Linked DNA regions of Pan troglodytes: all the other regions are linked to region 1. Evidence: chromatin contacts called from public Hi-C data. All regions are on one chromosome and are shown on one strand. Each heading gives the region's core, a stretch centred on a gene start, on an enhancer-like site or on the middle of the called end of the contact. The rest is flanking DNA. Distances are from core to core; before and after follow the strand shown. Region 1 holds the start of MNX1 (motor neuron and pancreas homeobox 1). Region 2 holds the start of EN2 (engrailed homeobox 2). Region 3 holds the start of SHH (sonic hedgehog signaling molecule).

Region 1 (4,361 bases), core at 739-3,238:
AAAAAAAAAAAAAAAAGTGGGGGGCGCCTGGCGCGGTGGCTGACTCCTGTAATCCCAGCACTTTGGGAGGCCGAGGCGCGCGGATCAGGAGGTCAGGCGATCAAGACCATCCTCGCTAACACGGTGAAACCCCGTCTCTACCAAAAATACAAAAAAAAAAAAAAAAAGAAAGAAAGAAAAGAAAATGGAGATACGGAGATGATAAAAATCTTCCTTCTAGTGTCATAGTGAAGATTACGGATGAGAATTGCAGAAAGCTCATAGCACATAGTAGGTGTTCAAGAAATGCACGTGTTTCCCTCTCTCCAGTGAGAGGTAGAACTGCATTTGTGTCACCACAAAGACATCTAAAGGCACGACAAACTCCATGTGAATGCCTGGGATTTCTTTTTACCAGTGGTCGGCTCTGCAAAGCCAGATCACATTTACTCCAAGTTGCAGTTACTCATCCATTGCCATCCTCCTAACCTTCCAACCAGTCCTGTGCATCTGGGAACTACCCTGTGTTATAATGAAAACGATACCACTCATGGCAACAGAGTCACTGTCATCGACTCTCGCCTAGGTCAAAAGCCTTTTGAGGAGAAGTGGCAAGGTCTCTATATTTGCCTTTTTAAAAATCCCTCTTGTAGCAACCTGGCCTGCTAATTTTGAAGTTTACCTGGCACTGAGTTTCTCTTTGGCTCTCTCCCCTCTCCACAGCCCCTTCCGGTCCTTTATTCACCTCTCACCTGCATAGCAAGCCCTGGAACCTGGAACTCCCTCCCAGTTCTCACGCTTGCTGGGGAAGATAACTGGGTCTAATGGCGCTATTGACAAAGCCTGGTGTTGATGCCGCTTGACTTCCCGACCCCCGTGTTGATTCTTTCAGCTTCAAAAACGCCCTTGGAAGTGGTTTTACTGTAAATATTTGAAGTGTGCGTGTGGGGGAGGGGGTGAGACCTGGATGCTCACTCCGTGCCTCGCTCACTCACGGGAAACCCTTTCCTCTCCACTTCCCAGGAGGCCCCGGCAGCACGACAGACATAGCCTTTCCCCGCTCCTGCCCGGGGACTGGCCGGGGGTCGCAGCGGCAGGGCTTCCGAAGGATGCCGGGCCCCACGGGTTTTTCAGGGCCGAGGTGTGTGGGCCTTGACTCCCGCAAGCCCACGGGCATCCCTCGGCAGCGAGGAAGAGCCTTGTCACCGAGGACCCGCTCCACCGAGCAGGCACGTGGGCGACGTCTGCAAGCCGACTTGGGTTCTGCAGGCCAGAGCGCCCAGATCTACCGTCTCCGCCTTGACTGGGGCAGGGGCTCCCAGAGAGGATTCGTGGAGGCCAAACTCACACTCACATGCGCGTTTACACCCCCACGCCCCCGCACACACACCTGAAAATGCGGGGCCTTCCCACAGCAGATAAGGTTCGACCTGCAGAGCTTTGGCCACGGGGACAAAACCCTCCCCTGCTGCGCCCTGGAGGCCCGGGAGCAGGGAGGGCTTGGGAAACACCACGGTCTTCAGTGCGCTGCCGCCGCCTCGCAGATCGGCCAGGTCTGCGCAGCGTGGGCGCTCAGGAGCGTGGAACCACCGCGCTCCGCAAGGCAGACGTGGACCCACTCCAGCGCCGACAAGGAGGCCGGAGAGGACGAGCGCAGCTGGCTCCAGGGACCAACCAAGTCCGGAGGGGCCCACGTGTCTCGGGAGCGGGTCTTGGGCCGCCGCGGGGCTCTCCAGGGGCCCGGGGGTTGCCAGTGCCCGCCGTCCGCTCCGCACCTAGGGGAGGACGGGCAGAGGCCCCAGGTTGAGCCTCCGAGTATCCACTCCCCGGCGGTGTCCCCGCCCGCCAGCGCCGCGCAACAGCCCGGGCTGCTTAGGACCTCGCGGCGCGGGGGCGGGGCGGCGGGCGGCCGGGACGGTGACAGGTGCGCCCCTCGGCCAATGGCGGAGCCCGCGGCCCTCCCCGGGTCCCCGCTGCGCACGCCAATCGGAAGCCGCGCTGAGCTTCAAGTGCGCGGAGGGGCGCGGGTCCCCACCACGGCGGCAGCGGCCTCGGCGCGGTCGCCTGAGAGCTGCAGCGCAAAGAACCGGGCTCCCGGGCCCGGACGCGGGGAAGCACTCGCGTGGGAGTTTGTGCGAGCGCGGCCCGGGGCGGGGCCCGCACGGAGGAGGCGCCGGGACCATGGTCACCCTCGGCTGAGTTTCCGGCGGCGACTTTGATTATTGGCAAATAACCACCATAACAATACCGAGCCCCCGGGCTTGCACCGCACGCACTGACTCCGCGAGCCCGCACACGGCCGCGTCGCCCGCCACCGGGCCCTGAGCGCCAGCCCCAAACGAGCCGATGGAAAAATCCAAAAATTTCCGCATCGACGCCCTGCTGGCGGTGGACCCCCCACGAGCCGCCTCTGCGCAGAGCGCGCCGCTGGCCTTGGTCACGTCGCTCGCCGCCGCCGCATCTGGCACCGGAGGTGGCGGCGGCGGCGGGGCGAGCGCCGGGACCAGCGGCAGCTGCAGCCCCGCGTCCTCGGAGCCGCCGGCTGCGCCCGCCGACCGCCTGCGCGCCGAGAGCCCGTCGCCGCCGCGCCTGCTGGCCGCGCACTGCGCGCTGCTGCCCAAGCCGGGCTTCCTGGGCGCGGGCGGCGGCGGCACGGGCGGCGGGCACGGGGGGCCCCACCACCACGCGCATCCGGGCGCAGCGGCCGCCGCCGCCGCCGCCGCCGCCGCCGCCGCAGCTGGGGGCCTGGCGCTGGGGCTGCACCCTGGGGGCGCGCAGGGCGGCGCGGGCCTCCCGGCGCAGGCGGCGCTCTACGGCCACCCGGTCTACGGCTACTCCGCGGCGGCGGCGGCGGCTGCGCTGGCGGGCCAGCACCCGGCGCTCTCCTACTCGTACCCGCAGGTGCAAGGCGCGCATCCCGCGCACCCCGCCGACCCCATCAAGCTGGGCGCCGGCACCTTCCAGCTGGACCAGTGGCTGCGCGCGTCCACAGCGGGCATGATCTTGCCTAAGATGCCCGACTTCAACTGTGAGTACCCTGCGGCCCCCGTGGATGCGCGTGGCGGGAGGGCCTCGCGCATCCTCCACCGGCACCGCCTGCCCCTCTCTGCGCTTGGCTCCCAGCGAGCGGGGGAAGAGCTGCGAAGCCGCCTCGGCTCTGCCCGGGGCTTGCGAGGACTCGCCCGGACCCCCAGGCATGAGACGGGCAGCGAATTATTAAAATGGCCATGCGCAGGCCTTGCCTTCTCTTCCTCTCTTAACGGGAAGGGGCAGTTGGAGGTGTGAGACTGAGATCTAATGATTAACCTGAAGGCTGCAGGAGAAGGAAGTCGCCGGGGGAAGGCGAGCCGAGAGCGCCCTGAATTAGGCAGGCCCGGGAATGGGGGTCAGGGCTTATCACCGGGGAAAGGAACTTGGGCCGGGTCCCCCATTGGGGCGTTAGAGAGACCCGCGGCCCCTCCAGGGAGAGGGAGTGCTTCAGGAGCAGCAAACAAGAGAAATGGGCTTCGGAGGCCCGGGGAGGCAAGGCCAAGGCCCAGGGAAACCCCGGCTCTTACCAGGGCGCTGCCCTCCTCTGGAAGGGCGTTGGATCCGGGGTGCGATGGCCGAGGCAGGTGGCCTGGCTTGAACCAGCTATGGGGGGACTCTAAACAGTAGGTGCCTGGCCTGGAATCCTGGGTGCCCAACAAGGTAACGAATGCCCCTCCAAGGTGGGGCCGAGGGAGCCCCTGTTCTCCCCACCCCAGAGCCGCTGGGCTTCGGGCAGCTTCCTCTCCATCCGGGCGGGACACCTCGCCAGAGGCCTGGGCCCCTCAGGCTTTCCTGGCACACGCGGACTCTCCGGGCTGGGGCTCCGGGGCTCTGGCTCTCTGGGGCTCTGGCTCTCCCCGCTCGCCCCATCGGGGTCAGCTACTTTTGAGTCGGGCCGAGCAGATGTATATGGCTCAACGCTTTCAGCCGCCCAACACCCAAACAAAGAGACCCCATTGTTTCTGTCTGAGTGGATTTGTTTAGACTGGGGAGATGCAGGCAGAGCAGGGGAAAAGCAAAAAAGAAAACAGAAATAAACACTCCAGAATTCAGATTCCTTTGCTGGAAGCTGTGGTTGTGACTAAACAGAGAAAATCTAGGACCCCAGAGGCTGGAGAAGTCACAAGGGGGTGAGAAAAATCCCTGCAGAACGCTGTTTGCCCACAGCCGCCCCAGGCTTTCCTAGCTCAGCTCCAAGAAGGCCCCAGCGGCCACCCATCCCTCACCTGGGAGAGTCAACCCTACTGACTGGCTGGAAGAGGGAAAGCTGCCCCTCACCTCAGACACGTCTGCGTCTGCGAATCCCCTGCCAGCCTGGGCTTAAACCCAGGGTGCCGACCCAGGGCCCATCC
Region 2 (4,361 bases), core at 1,205-3,704, 1.6 Mb after region 1:
TTTGGGGGCAGCGGGGATCCGCTGCCAGCTCGGGGTCAAACAGTCCACTTCTAATGGCGGTTCCCAGCCGCAGACCCGCATGGAATGCAGTTGATGATTTCTACAAGGACATGGATTTAGTTTTTTAAAATCGCAGATCTATGAAAAAATATATCCAGCATCTCTGCAGGGCCCCTGCGAATGCTGCCTCTTTCCCATCAGCAGCCCCCAGGAAACCCTGAGAGAAGGTCCTTTCTATTTGGGGATGGCAGGTGCCGGGAGGGACGGCTGCCTCCCTTGTCCTCGCTGTGTGCAGGAAGGGGGCTGAGCCCCACCACTGCGGGCTGGCGCTGGCAAACAAAGTGGAGCCAAGAGGAAAGGGCGCCTTTATTTTCCTCCTTCCCTGTGTGCATCCTCCTGAGTCCCACCGGTCAGCGCAGGCCCGAGGGGCAGAAGGCAGAGCGGCAAAGGGCCTCGCCTTTTCTTCCCCGAGCACAGCCGGGATAACCGGATGGTAGGACAAGTCTGGGGTGGGCTGGGGCATGCGTCCCCGGCCTGGCCTGAGTTGGAAGATCGTAGGGAAGGGGATGAGAGTGTGCACTTCCGGGCCCATCTTCCAGCCACCCCGTTCCCACCAAAAAAAACTACAGTGGGGGAGACATGGGCTAGGGGCTGGGAAGAGATGCCCCGGGGGGGGGGGGAAGACAGAGAGGGGAGACAGGGAGAGAGGAAGGAGAGAGAGAGACAGAGAAAGAAAGAAGGTCCCTTCTGCGGTCCTAAGAAGTCTGTACCCCCTAGCGAATCAGTCCTGCCGCTGGACTCCTGGCCGCTGCCCGGGCCGGCGTCAGCTTCACACAATGTCGCGTGAGTCTTTGTGCGTGTGTGCGGGGGAGGTTCGAGATGTTTTCCTCCCGGTAAGTTCCCGCGCCAGCACCGCCCCCCAGCTCCGCGGGCCTCCCCGCGGCGAGCCAGGACGCGTGGTCCCCGCGGGCTCACCTGAAGAAGGCCGGTCCGAGTAGCGCGTACAGTAGACCCACGCCGGCCAGAGCATGGGCTGCGCGCCCAGGTTGGCGCCGGCTTGCGAGCTGTCCGAGTCCGAGCTCACCGACAGGTCGCCGCCGCCCAAGCCGCGGGCCTTGAGCGACCCGTCCAGGGGGCCGCCGGGGTCGCCGCCTTTCTTGGCGCCACCGTGCAGCGAGAGCGTCTTGGAGCCGCCTTCCCCGTCACCCGGAGAGTCGCTGCCGGCGGCTGGGAGCGGCCCGCCCGCGCCGGGCGCACATGGCGGGTTCTGCCGGGGCTCTCGGGAGCCCGACCCCAAGAGCTGCTCCGAGCCGCCCGCGCCGCCGCCTCCCTCAGCACCGCTCGCGCCGCCTTCGCCGCCGGCTCCGCCGCCCCTTCCTCCTCCCGCGCCCGCACAGCAGGTCCCCGCGTCCTTTCGCCGGCCGAACTCGGGCCGCAGGATGTTGTCGATGAAGAAGTTGGTGATGCGGTGCGGGTGCTGGTGGTTGCCGGGCGCCTGCAGGACCGCGGGCAGCATCAGAGCCCGCCGGCGCCCGGTGTCCGCTTCGCCTGGGCTGCTACCGCCGCCGCCGCCGCCGCCGCCCGAGCCGCCGCCGGGGCTGGATTCCGGCTGCCGCTGTCCCTCCACCGCCGCCGCTGCTTCGCCAGGCTTGGGGTCATTCTCCTCCATGCTGTTCACAGTAAATCCCAGACTGGTTCTCCGGGGACGCCCTTCCAAATCAGCCTTCGGCCCTCCCGCGGCGCACACGGAGACCCCCGCGCCCCCACCCCGCCGAGTCTTCCGAGGGCGTGCGCGGCGGCCGCGGCCAGCGCTGGGGTCCTACAAGTCGCCGGCCGCGCTCGGCGCGGAGCCACGTTTGAATCCACGAACTGGGTTAGAAACACCACGAGCCGCCCCGCTCGCCCAGACGATGAGAGATTCAACAGAGCCAAGTCCTCGACTTCGCCGCGCAGCCGGGGTCTAGACAGACGCACTGGTCCGGCGGGGACGCGGGCCGCCTCCCGGGCTCCCCGCTCCTCTCCGCGTCCGGCCGCCTCGGGCTCCGGCGCCGCCGCCTGGGCCGCCCGGGGCGAGAGCTGCGCGCATGCAGGCAGCGCGCTCCCCGGCGCTCACGCCCGCCCGGGCCGGCTCCGGCCGCCGCCGCCGCCCGGCCGTCCCCGCCCGCGCGCCCTAGCCGGCCCTCGAGGGTGCCGGGCGCCCGCGGTCAGCGCACCCGCCACCGCCCGCACGCACATGGAGGCCCCCTCCTCGCGGCCGCCGCCCCGCTGCGGGCCGGGGCGCCCCACCGGCGTGCGGCCGCGCCCCCGCCGAGCCCCGCAGAGCTCCGCGGCCCGAGTCGCATGGGTGAGAGACGCGAGGCCAGGGCCCGGCCGGGCCGGGCTGGGCCGCCCGCGCTCCCCGGCCGTCCGCCGCCCTCGCCGCCTCGGCCTCCGCGCGGGCTCGGAAATTTCCAGGCCACTCGGCGCAACCTGAGACACTTTCACTCTGGATTTTTGTTCTTATTTTTAACAGAGCCCCCTCGAGTGACGTCGCAGGCCGGTCTCCTGGACACGTGCCTCGGGCCAATGGCCGCGGCGCCGCGCGCCCACGTGACGCTCCGGCCGCCGCTGGGTGACAGGAGCGGCCCGCCGCCCCTCCTCCCCTTAAAGCGGCCGCGTCCCCCGCTCCGGGTGCGGGAGCCCAGGAACCCGGAGAGACCCCCGACCGCGTCTCCTGCGCTCGCCCGCGCTTTCCCTGTCGCTTCGCGGTTCAGGGATCTGAGTCACCCCGCGACAGCCCTGCCAGGTCACCCCGGGGCGCGTAGGTGGACACGCACAGGAAGATCGCTATTTTTAAGATTTCCATATTGTTTACCGTGGGGCGAAATCCCACAATTCCTTGCACAAAAATGCATAAATAATATTAAATGAGCTGCGGAGATACAAAGGGACTTTTGTGGTCCGCTTTCCTTGCTGATGGAGAGGAATAGTGTCACTCCCATTTGACTCGGTAACCCGGCAGCTTCCTGTCTTAAACGCAGAGCTGGCACGCAGGACACTCCTCCTGCAGACACTTATTGTAAGTGTGCGTGTGTGTGCGTGTGCAGGGAGGCGCGTGCATACGGCCGCATTCCACCCGGGGACAGCGACCCTCATGAAACATGCATAGCGATCCGAAAGAGCGGGGGAATGCAGTATGCGGCTCCATTTGCGAAGGGAGAAATCCAGGCGCCTCGGAGGTTCTAAAGGAATCCTTTTTGCCAAGGAGAGGAGGGGTGACTGTTCAGCTAAGACTTCAAAACCAAGTCGCCCGCCCCCCTCTAACTTCTCTACTCTGATTGAGGCGCTCCCAGACCGGTCATCTCGTTTTCTTTGTTTTAAAATCCTTTAAACTAATTTTGCAGGAGAGCAGGGCCCATTTGAAACGAGAATTAGGAATCCAACGGCAAGGGTGGGAGCCCCAGTTGGTTTCTCCCCTCCTCTCTCTTCATCTTTTCTAGACTTTCCTTCCAGCTGTTGTCAGAATGTCCAACTGGAAGTTCTGTTTCCTCTTCTCTTCCCCCTCCTCCCTCGGGCTCCTTCCCATTTGCTCTTGTCTACCCACCAAACACCCGTTGTTACCCCAGGCTCGCCTGTCCATCATTTAAAATGCATTTTTATGGAAATGTGTGAATTCCTGGAAACATCCGATAGGGCAGCTCTGGGGGTGCGGGAGCATTTGCACGCCATGAGTACCCTCAGTGCGGGGGAGGCGGGGAGGCCGCAGCCTGGCACGGACACCCTAGGGCTGATTGGCCCTGGGCAGCTGCAACGTGCTCAGCAACCCAGACCCCCGCAGAGGCAGCCAGCAGGTTGCTGCCAGGCCCTGAGTGAACTTGGGGAGTCTGGCAAGCATCTCCGAGGCAGTGTGGCCTGCCAGGCCACCTGGGGCCTGAAGGTTGCACCCTGGCCTTGCGAAGCTCCCTCCCCAGTGTCCATCCCAGGTGCTGTCCTTACCCTGCAGGCTTCAGAGTGCTGGCTGGGCTGGGATGAGAAACGACAGTTCCCACAGCGCTGCTCCCAGGAAAATTACCCCCCGCCCAGGACGGGAATGGTGGGGGAGGAGGTGCTGGGCTGGCCTCCTGGCCACTGGACATGGCTCTGGTCAGAGTGTGCCCTCTGTCCTGTGTGTCTAGGGCAGGGTGGGGAAGCCTCTTCTCGCTGGGGCTGGATTCCTCCACTTTTTCTTCATTGGAGGAGTCCTTACCAAATGTTCTGGCTAGGCACACATCTGCCAGGGGTCCTCCCCGAGTCTCAAAAAATCAAACCCCACAGTCTACCTGCCCCCAGGAAAATAGGGCTGGTGGGAGTTTGTGGGAAGTCTTATTGACACTTACTTGGTT
Region 3 (4,361 bases), core at 1,287-3,786, 1.2 Mb after region 1:
AGTCAGCAGCCTGGTCTATAACTGGGATTGCTTTCTGTGCCGAGCTCCCCTCAACCCATGCAGGGGGCAGGCCCTCTGAACTTAGGCATGGGGGCAGGCTTTCTGGCCCATCATTATTTCACTCTGGAGGATCGGCCAGTCTACAAGGGGGGCGGCCCCTGAGGTGCTCTCCAGAGTGTCTAGGGCTGTCTGGAGATGGAGGGGAGGGAGGGGGCCTCACACCATCCCTTAGGGCAGGGAGGTTTCAGGAAATGCCCTGAGTCACCCAAGCTCAATGCCAAGCCACGTCTTCTCCCTGCGCTCTGCTAAGAGGGAGCTGACCGCACCTGGGGGCACCCCACTTCCAGCTGTGCCCACGAGGAACTCTGTGCAGCTCAGGCTTTTGCTTCCAAAGCACACCCCACCCACCCTGCCCCTTGCGGAGGTGAGCTGTGTGCACATGCCACCTCCCGGCAGGGCTGCACACCCAATCTCTCAGGCCCCAGGGTGGCAACCCGTGTGGGGGGCCTTCTGCCTGCATTTGTAAGGGAGTAAGTAGCGGGGAAAGACAGGGGGAGGAGGAGGGACTGGGGCAAGAGGAGATGCCAAGGGTGGAAGGCAGGGCAGTCAAAAGTTTGCAAGTGTCCCACTGGGCCAGGTCGCTGGTCCAGCCCAGGCACCACCCAGTGATGTGACATCCACATGCTGTGCAGGTAGACACATCAAACAGGCCGGCCTCCTCTGGAGAGAACACGGGTCCTGTTTTGTGTCTGTTTTTACTGGGAACAGGACAGGCAGCGCAGACACACCGCCTGGAGAATCCCTGGGCTCGGCTGAGCTCCAGCTCCGCTCAGTGGAGACTGCCGGGGCCTGGTCAAGTGGACGCTGCTCCCCCATGGTGCTCTCCTCCAGGGATCATGATTCGTCACAAACCACGGAAAGGAACAAGAAAGAGAGGTGGGATGGGGAGCCTGGGTCAACCTCCCAGAAGGGACCCAGGCCACCGAGTCTTGTTAACGCTCAGCCTCTTATGCCCAAGACAGATGTGTCCTAAGATGCTCCTCTCCTTCTCTCCCCCACCACACACACAAAAAGTTGATCTGCAAAGGGAACTTCTGGAAACTTCCATCATTTGAGGGCTGAGCTTCACAGGGGGCCTCTCCCCCTCCACTCCAAGGGCCTGGGGTCAAGGGAGAGTGTTTAACTTCACAGGGCCACATTTGCAGCATCTGATGACTCCTCAGGGTCAGGATTTCCCCTCCATGTAAATAACCCTCACTCTCTAATCCTATGCTAGAGGAATCATTGCACGTGAGTGGGATGGCGGTTGAGAAGGGGAAGGGCATGATCTGTTTTTTTTTTAAAAAAAAAAAAAGAAAGAAAGAAAAGCAGGGTTGAGAGGGAGCTTCAAATTTTATTTTCCTGGTTTACTTAGGACTTTTGAGTTTTTTTCCTTTTTCTGCAAAAAGTGAGGTGATTATAGACTCAAAGATTGCCAACTCCTGGGCACTGTGCCCTCTTTCTAGGAAGCCCCTCGTTAACCAGAACACTGTTCCCCCAGGGCCCCTGACCCCTTGGGCTGCAGCCCCTAGGACTGGTGGCTCCTGTGCCTGAAGACTGCTGGCCTGCTGAGCCCCCACACAAGGCCAGCTTTGCAAGGAGCCTGAATTCCACATTCAGCTCATCCCTGGCTCTGCACTTTGCTCTGATCGATCGTGGGGGTTGTGTGAGCACAGCTTCGCCCACTCGCCTGCCCCCCCACACCCTGCAATGGCCTCCACACACCCAGCGCACACACTGGCCCCCACTCTCTCCCTTGTGCTGGGGTGCAGCCCCCAGACCTACTTTGCCCATCCACCCTGACTCCCGCAGTTCACTCTGTACCTGCCCTTGAGCACGCCTCCATCCCATTTGCAGAGCTCTACAAAAAAAAAAAAAAAAAATGTATTAATTGAAGCACAATAAAAGAGCAGTATTTTTACATTTTTCTAAGGCGCTTAAAGCATTTCAAATACCAGTGCTTTAAGTTATGGTCACTCATAATTATCCTCGGTCCACAGAGGCTGAGTCTTCAGGAGGGGCTCAGTCCTCTTTCTTCAAAATGCAGGGAGAGCCAGCCTGCACTATAAAGTCCCTGGGGAAGAAAAATTAAATAACAGCTGGGCAGCTGTGCCCCTCAAATGTGTGAGCGACTCTGTGCTTGATGACTGAAGCTTGGGGGGGTTTAAACTGTCCTTTAAAAACTTAAGTTGGTTTTAACTGAAGCACCTACCATTCCAGGGAAAGTCAGGGGGAAACGCAAGGATGTACACAAAGCCGGGAGTAACTGCTGTTACCACAAGACATGCGCTCCTCCCTCCCGCCCACCTTTATCTTAGGAAAGATTTTTTTTTTTTTTTAACTGGAAGCCTTCAGGTGAAAATAAAGCAACAGCAGCAACAGAAAAAAAAAATGTAGTCTTCTTCAGGGTTAACATCAGAAGACAAGCTTGTGCGGCTTTGGCCAATCAGATGCGCCCCTGGCAGCTATAATATAGTGCTAAAGGCAGCCTCTCTCACAAGCTCTCCAGGCTTGCTACCATTTAAAATCAGACTCTTTTTGTCTTTTGATTGCTGTCTCGCGACCCAACTCCGATGTGTTCCGTTATCAGCGGCCGGCAGCCTGCCATTCCAGCCCCTGTCTGGGTGGGGAGCGGTGGAGAGTCCCCCGCAGCCGCGGCGGGCAAGGTTATATAGGAAGAGAAAGAGCGAGGCAGCCAGCGAGGGAGAGAGCGAGCGGGCGAGCCGGAGCGAGGAAGGGAAAGCGCAAGAGAGAGCGCACACGCACACACCCGCCGCGCGCACTCGCGCACGGACCCGCACGGGGACAGCTCGGAAGTCATCAGTTCCATGGGCGAGATGCTGCTGCTGGCGAGATGTCTGCTGCTAGTCCTCGTCTCCTCGCTGCTGGTATGCTCGGGACTGGCGTGCGGACCGGGCAGGGGGTTCGGGAAGAGGAGGCACCCCAAAAAGCTGACCCCTTTAGCCTACAAGCAGTTTATCCCCAATGTGGCCGAGAAGACCCTAGGCGCCAGCGGAAGGTATGAAGGGAAGATCTCCAGAAACTCCGAGCGATTTAAGGAACTCACCCCCAATTACAACCCCGACATCATATTTAAGGATGAAGAAAACACCGGAGCGGACAGGCTGATGACTCAGGTAGGAACCCAGCGCCGGGGCGTGGAATGTGTGGCTTTCCAGGGGGTTACGAGAAGCCGAACACTTCCAGACTTAACTCTGTTTGCTCTTCGGGCAGATAGGAAGGTGATTTCACCCGCTCCTTCCCCACCCACCTGCCCGCCCCCCATCTCTTCCTCTTCCTGGAGGAGAATGGAGGTCAAGGGTCCAGCTGGAGAAGTTTAGGGTGTGGTGGGGGTGAGGACGGTAACAGACGTGGTTCAGTATGGCCCTGATTTGATGAGTCTTGCTACAATGGCCTTCCCCATCCTACCTCTGCCCTGGCTTGTAACTTGGGGAGACCTTCACTTTGGGGGCGTCGGCCCTTTCCAAGTCAGGAGTGGAAATGGAAGGAGAGGCTGGGAATCCCCCTCCCACAAACATGAAGTGGTCTCCTGGCACTGTACGAACGAACGAACGTAGCCTTGGGCATTGGAGCTCAGAGCTCCCACGTTTCCCGTTGCCTCTGTGGTTTTCTTTCCCACTACTACCCCCACCCTGCACCTCCCCACCAAAGAATTCTCAACTGGAAAAGCCAGGAGGCGGTTCTGACAAAAGGCAGGGGCTCCAGGGGAGACTCCGCCCGTCCCTGGGTGCCTGGCTGTATCGCAGAGCTGGCTTTGCGATTGCGTGTCCGCAATTGTGCCCATCAGAGTGTGAATGTATTGATATTTCTTTAAGGATGCTCTTTCGTTCTTCCAAGCCCGAGGTACCTTAGGGGAGGGACTTAGAACTTATTGGCATTGCATCACTTTAGTTTTCAACCTGCTTGCATAAGAATTAAGAGCGAATAAATATTAGTGTGGGGGGAGGGGAAGCTAAGCAAAATATGAATTCCTCTCTCTCTCCCCACCTCCTTTGAGATTTCTGAGCTGCCAATCTCCCAGCCAATTCTAGACTTTCTGAAACTCCATGCACGTATAACTGAAGCCAGAAATGGGTTTCCTTGCAAATATAGGTCAACATCCTTTTTATTGCCCTATTAAAATATTCAAGTCCTACCTTTAGGGCTAGGTGCGCACAGCGGCTGATGGAGTGGCGCTGGTGGGGCGCAAGTGCAGGGGGAGGGTACTGACGGCAGAGAGAGAGGAGCTACCTCCGTGCCGCCCTGCTTCCCGACCCGATTCCCAGGCTTGCTTGAGGCCGAGAAAGGCGAGGGGCAGGCAA

The links. A called contact is a pair of places that touch in the nucleus more often than the background predicts.
Region 2: a Hi-C map of induced pluripotent stem cells shows a contact between it and region 1, with 3 times the contacts expected there. The contact joins the promoter of EN2 here to the promoter of MNX1 in region 1. A contact is called at or near these places in 3 of 7 Hi-C or Micro-C datasets (induced pluripotent stem cells and stem cell-derived neural progenitor cells).
Region 3: a contact with region 1 is called in a Hi-C map of stem cell-derived neural progenitor cells, with 3 times the contacts expected there. The contact joins the promoter of SHH here to the promoter of MNX1 in region 1. A contact is called at or near these places in 2 of 7 Hi-C or Micro-C datasets (induced pluripotent stem cells and stem cell-derived neural progenitor cells).

Annotation. Positions count from the first base shown.
Region 1 is chr6:172,055,557-172,059,917 of NHGRI_mPanTro3-v2.0_pri, reverse strand. MNX1 (motor neuron and pancreas homeobox 1) reads left to right here and starts at 1,988. Exons shown (of 3, transcript XM_001150658.6): 1 at 1,988-3,007. The coding sequence starts at 2,326. It overlaps LOC134810602 (a long non-coding RNA gene), which reads right to left and starts at 1,879. Exons shown (of 2, transcript XR_010159086.1): 1 at 1,370-1,879.
Region 2 is chr6:170,502,085-170,506,445 of NHGRI_mPanTro3-v2.0_pri, reverse strand. EN2 (engrailed homeobox 2) reads right to left here and starts at 2,454. Exons shown (of 2, transcript XM_016945789.4): 1 at 976-2,454. The coding sequence starts at 1,669. LOC134810599 (a long non-coding RNA gene) reads left to right here and starts at 2,930. Exons shown (of 3, transcript XR_010159079.1): 1 at 2,930-3,058.
Region 3 is chr6:170,852,939-170,857,299 of NHGRI_mPanTro3-v2.0_pri, reverse strand. It overlaps SHH (sonic hedgehog signaling molecule), which reads left to right and starts at 2,536. Exons shown (of 3, transcript XM_001147185.7): 1 at 2,536-3,176. The coding sequence starts at 2,868.